Linked DNA regions of Zea mays: region 1 is linked to region 2. A link is a contact called in public HiChIP or PLAC-seq data. All regions are on one chromosome and are shown on one strand. Each heading gives the region's core, a stretch centred on a gene start, on an enhancer-like site or on the middle of the called end of the contact. The rest is flanking DNA. Distances are from core to core; before and after follow the strand shown.

Region 1 (2,700 bases), core at 93-2,592, 640 kb before region 2:
GTTCCCAAAGTTATCCATATTGATTGAGCAACTCATAGCAAGAAGAACTCTCTTCCGCACACCGATTTCATCTAACCCTAACCCCAGGTGAAGTTTGTATTCAAAGTTTATAAAACTCTAAGTTCTCTAGGTGACTTTCAGCCCTTCCCTCAGCGCACTCTTTGACTGGCAGGTCCTAGGGACAGGGGATCATTTCCCCGACACTATGTTATTAATTTGAGTGGGACCGTCTTATTTTTCTCCTTTTGTTTTATCTCTAATCCGCAACACGACTTGAAAATTATGACCTCGTGAGCGACAACAACTTTCAACCTGGTGAGCTGCATTGGTCTTTTGATTTGCTGCCACAATTGTTTAGTTGTGAGTTTTGCATGTGCGGCCGTTCATTACATCAACAGTTGTTTAATCGCTAGCTGCGCATGCGCAGAATTATTTTTTCACGATGGAATTGGTGTAGTGGATTTAAGAAGCTTCATAAAAAGTTGCCAAATGTAGGGATGTTTTAGAGAAATTTAGGGTGTTTTGTAAATTTAGGATGTGTTTTACATAACTATTGGAAAAACGTTTTTCTTAACAACTCCGTATAAATCAATATTTAGGAAGTGTTTTACGTAACTACCAGAGTTGCTTTTAGAAGGGTTAAAACTAGACTAAGAATTAGCTGCCTCGTTGCATATCTTACTATGGTAATAAATCACGGTTCAAACATTTGTCCACGATCTATTTAGACCTTTAATTAATTTTAATCTAAAAATTAATATAATATAATTCTTATATTTTAAATAGTGTAAAATTTAGAGCCTATGCTGAGCGCATATATTTGGACGCGGAAGCATGTTCGTGGACACGCTCATTCGTGGAAAAGGTCATTTTCTTGTTAAGATAGCACGCTTAGGCGGAATCGATCACACGGCGCGACATCTATCCATCGTTTGGACACCACCACAGGTTATAATCACACGGGAAGCGGGTCAAGCACTGTAGGCATGTTTGGTTCGTGGCTAACTATGCCTCACTTTGCCTAAGGTTAGTCGTCCGAATTGAAGAACTAACCTTAGGCACAAAAGTTAGGCAAAGTGTGGCAAGTTAGGCAGCAAACCAAACATGCCCTGTATCTGCGTATCTGCGAGATAGGCATGACACGTGAACGAAAGCACGACGCCAGGATATACTACCTCTGACACGTAGGCCCGGCCCAAACGAATCCCTTTTCCGGATCCAAACGCGATGCTGATCGATCCGATCTGACGAGCCACCCCCACGGCCCCACCCCACGCACGCGGCTCCGGCCTCCGGCTGCTTCCTCACCAGCACCACTCGGCAGACCAACACAGGCAGGCGCCTTCTTGTTCACTTCAGGCCCAGCACGCCCCCACCCCCAAGCCCGCTCGCTCCCCTCCCACACGCATCCCTTCCCCTCCCCTCCTTTCCCCTTTCCGTTTCCAGTTCCGTCCCGACGACGATCCCAGCCCCTCGCCCCGCCGCCGCGCCCGCTGCGGAGCTCGGGCCGCAATGCCCGCGCCCCCGGACCCGCCGCCGCTCCCGCCGCTGGACCCGTCGGATCCCGCCGCGGCCACACCGCCCGCCGCCGCGGCCGCCGATGAGGAGGAGGACGACCGCGTCTTCCTTGTGCCACTCAGGTGAGCGCACGCACCCCGTAACCCTAGCCCGCTGCCCGCCCGATCCTGGGTGGGTGGCGCGTCCGGCAGGCGCAGGCACGGCCTCGTGACGACATAGCGATGGGTGACACAGGTGGTGGAAGGAGGCGCAGCAAGGGCTGGCGATCAACGTGCCTGGTCTGCCCTACGCGGCCGCGCCTGCTGGACCTACCTCCTACGGCATGAGGGTGCTCAGCATGTTCCTCTCCGACCAAACATACACCCTCCGCCGCGCCGACGAGCTCTTGCAGCAGACCGCCTCCTTCGCCGCCAGGAGCTACGCGCTCCTCCCGGCCGACCTGTTCTCAAAGGCACGGGAATGGTGAGACGACCGTCTCCCTGTTTTTCTTGTGTTCCTTCTCATTACTCTTCTTCCTTTGAATGGCTGTATGATAGGCAATGCCTCGAATTCCCCACGAGTTTCATGTCTGAGCGGGCGTAGTACTCAGCAATGCGTAGGATGATCAGCTCATATTGACCTACATGCCTAATGACAGGCCTAGGTGATTTTAGGTAGTCAGCTGCCTGCAATTCTGCACACCACGATGGTAACCCTGATATACGATTTCGTACATCGAATATGACATTCCTAGGTTTTCAAGGCGTTAGACTTGCTGCTGGGTACAAGTGAGGAGGATGATCTAGGGTAACTGTTCATTTTCACGGCGGCGCCGGTTGCCGACGATTGGTTAACGTGCATGTTGTTCGCGCGGCAACGAGAGCTGTTTTCCGGTTGGATGGATGTGAATCCCTACATGTTAGTGTTCGGTTATTCCGACATTCTAGTAACGGCTGCATTTAAGGAGTTTCCAAAAGGAGCCCATAGTGCAACGCTGGAAGCCTTCTTCCTTTGCTGAGCTGTGCAATAAAGCACTGGTTCTTTCCTCACGTGTCAGTACTTTGAACGCCGATGTGGTCAACGCAAATGCAAAGCTTGTGGTGTATTAATAGGCTGTAGTTGCTCCAACTCCAAAGTTTAAGTTGCCTTGAAGGGGTGCATCAAAGGCTCAAGCAACTCAGAGCAAGAAATCTGGCGTTGCCC
Region 2 (2,700 bases), core at 163-2,662:
CTTCTTCCACGACGCCATCTTGCTGCTCGGGGAGTGGCCGTCAACGGCCGACCCGTCCCCGAACGGCGAAAAGATCCTAGCCGGGGAGAAGTCGACGGTGAGCTGCCTGTGCTCCAACATTCGCCGCCTGATGAGGCGCTCCTTGAGCTCGGTGAGGCTGGAGGTGCTCTTGGGGCCGAGATCCCCGCCGTCGACGTGGATCGGGTAGAGGCCGAGGTCGCTGAGGTTGTGCAGGCCGAGCACGTTGTGCCTGTCGTCGTCGTCGGCGTCGGCGGCGTAGCGGCACCCCGCGGCGGCGCCCTTGCGGAACTGCAGGAGGCGGGTGAAGCGCGTGAGGATGAAGAGGATGCGCGTGTGCGCCTGCTTCGGGAGGCCTGCGGGGAGGTCCTGCCGGCGGTCGTCGAGGCCCTGCACTACGCCCTCGCAGCGGGTCCACAGCTCCTCGGGGCTCATCTCCGCGCACCGCTGTGCCACCACCAGCAGGTCCTCCAGCGCGACGCGACAGTCGTCCCGGTGGTCGCCCGACCGCGCCAGCATGTCGACGAGGTCCCCCGCGAAGACGCCCAGCTCGCTGTCCACCTCCTCCTTGAGGCGGATGAACTTGGTCCGGATGGCGCCGATGAACTCCTCCGGGGTGGTGCTGCCGAGCCCGCCGCCGCGCACCATCTTGCGCATCGCCGGCACGCCGCCGCCGCCGCCCCTCGAGCTCAGCTCGTGCGAGAAACTCTTCACCTCGGGTGCGCGCTTCCGGCGCCCGCTGGTGGCGCGCAGGATCGCGCGGAACCGCGGGGAGTCCATCTCCCGCCCGCCGCCGTCCACCATCGCCGCCGGCAGCCCGCGCCCGCCGCCGCCGTCCTTCTACGAATCAGATCAGGCGTATTATAGCATCATATCAAAGCACGTACGCGGCCACCGCATTCCTCAATTGTTTACCTCCATGATCGCAACGTGCGCGCAGGCCAGCAAATTCCTCGCCCTCCAGCATCTTAATTACATGCTTCAAACAAATCGATAAAATCTGATCATTTTTTATACAATTTAAATACGCGACCAGGTAAGCATTTGGACGTGATGGTGACGATTTTCATTTTCACGGGATTGTTCGGAGACACTACAACAAGACCAAAATAAGACACTGTAAGAACTGTTCGGAGACAAGAGGTATTGTTCTAGCAATTTCGTGGGAATGTGATGACCGGTGAATCGATTGAACAAGAAGAAAATCATATGACGTACGTGAGCGGATTTGATAGTCATAACGTACCTACCCGATGGAGAAGACAGACGACGATCGATCAAAACTTACCTATGTAAATATAAAACTAATAACGGGGACACTTTTTCCCATGTAATTTCATCATGAGGTGCTAATTTTAACATCAGGTGTTTAGTGTTGCCAAGGAGGAACTAAAAACGAGGGGACGGAGGGGTAACGGGGTAGATAGGTGGACCACCTGTTAGCCTACCCACTAGAGTGGAGCGGTCTAACGTGTTCCTCGGACACGCGTGGCGTATCGCTCCTTCTCGTGTACGTGACGTAAGAGGGTCCCACCCGCCAGCCAGAGAAAAATCCCCGCTTATATATACAGTGTATGTCCACCACCCGCTCACCCCGTTAGCTCTCCCCGCATGACTCCCTAGGTGATGGCAGCCAGAAGCAACGGCATGACCACCGATGGCCAGCGGCGGCGGCGGCGGCGGCGGTGGGTTACAGGTTGGGTTCGGCGTCGGCGTCACATTCCTGGAAGCGACGGCCTTAGAAGAGGAGCGACGACTGTCCAAGAGCATAGTTAGGATTTTTCAATATTACATCCACTACAACAGCTACAGTCATTTTCGGCGGCCAGAAGCCGCCGAAAATAAGCCAGTTGCCGCCGAAAATAGGCTATTTTCGGCGGCAATTGACTTATTTTCGGCGGCTTCTGGCCGCCAAAAAAACCTGGCCGAAAATAAGGCTTTATTTTCGGCGGCCAATGGCTGGCCGCCGAAAATAGCTTATTTTCGGCGGCTGGCTTCCTGGCCGCCGAAAATAGCAGATTATTTTCGGCGGCCAGCCAGTCGCCGCCAGAAATAACAACTACCGAAAATAAAATAGCTATTTTCGGCGGCCAGAGGGGCCGCCGAAAATTACTAATTTCAGAGCAAAAAAATTTTGAAAAAAATGCGAAAAATAACAGAATTTCATACAAAATTCATACGATAACAGAAATTCCATACAATCACAGAAAATTTATACTTGAGTTCACAACCTAAAACTTGAGTCCATACAAATATAAAGTCCACAAATAGTCCATACAAACATAAAGTCCACAAAATAGTTCATTACAACACAGTGCGACACAAAGCTAACTTAATCACACATTGGGGTCGTTGGAGTTGTGTCCACTACCTCCAGAAGCCAATAACTGGTCGACGAAGTCGTGTAACGGGGTTGGATCCTAAAAAAAAGATGACATTAATAACGGCATTGGTTACATGTATAACAACTATTCAAACAAATTGTTTCTCAAACTAACCTCTGCTGCATAAGCTCCCTCCCCTGCATAAGCTCCCTCCCCTGCATAAGCTCCTGGTGCTGGTATGACCGGTGGTGGCGTGTTGTGGCCCATGACCCCGGATCCCTACAAAATCAAGTTTAGTAAAGATTTGACAATTAGGTTGATACAAACGACAAGTCTTAACTAAATTGAATAACCTGAG

The links. HiChIP or PLAC-seq counts read pairs in DNA pulled down with a chosen protein or histone mark.
Region 1: a contact with region 2 is called in an H3K4me3 HiChIP or PLAC-seq map of leaf, with 3 times the contacts expected there. The contact joins the promoter of LOC103650275 here to the promoter of LOC103650276 in region 2. A contact is called at or near these places in 2 of 25 Hi-C or Micro-C datasets (ear and leaf) and 1 of 3 datasets of contacts at active chromatin or transcription factors (leaf).

Annotation. Positions count from the first base shown.
Region 1 is chr3:111,306,013-111,308,712 of Zm-B73-REFERENCE-NAM-5.0, reverse strand. It overlaps LOC103650275 (ubiquitin carboxyl-terminal hydrolase 8), which reads left to right and starts at 1,342. Exons shown (of 13, transcript XM_008675884.4): 1 at 1,342-1,640; 2 at 1,753-1,980. The coding sequence starts at 1,513.
Region 2 is chr3:110,670,772-110,673,471 of Zm-B73-REFERENCE-NAM-5.0, reverse strand. It overlaps LOC103650276 (probable serine/threonine protein kinase IRE), which reads right to left and starts at 1,412. Exons shown (of 12, transcript XR_002268055.3): 1 at 1,265-1,412; 2 at 934-997; 3 at 1-858.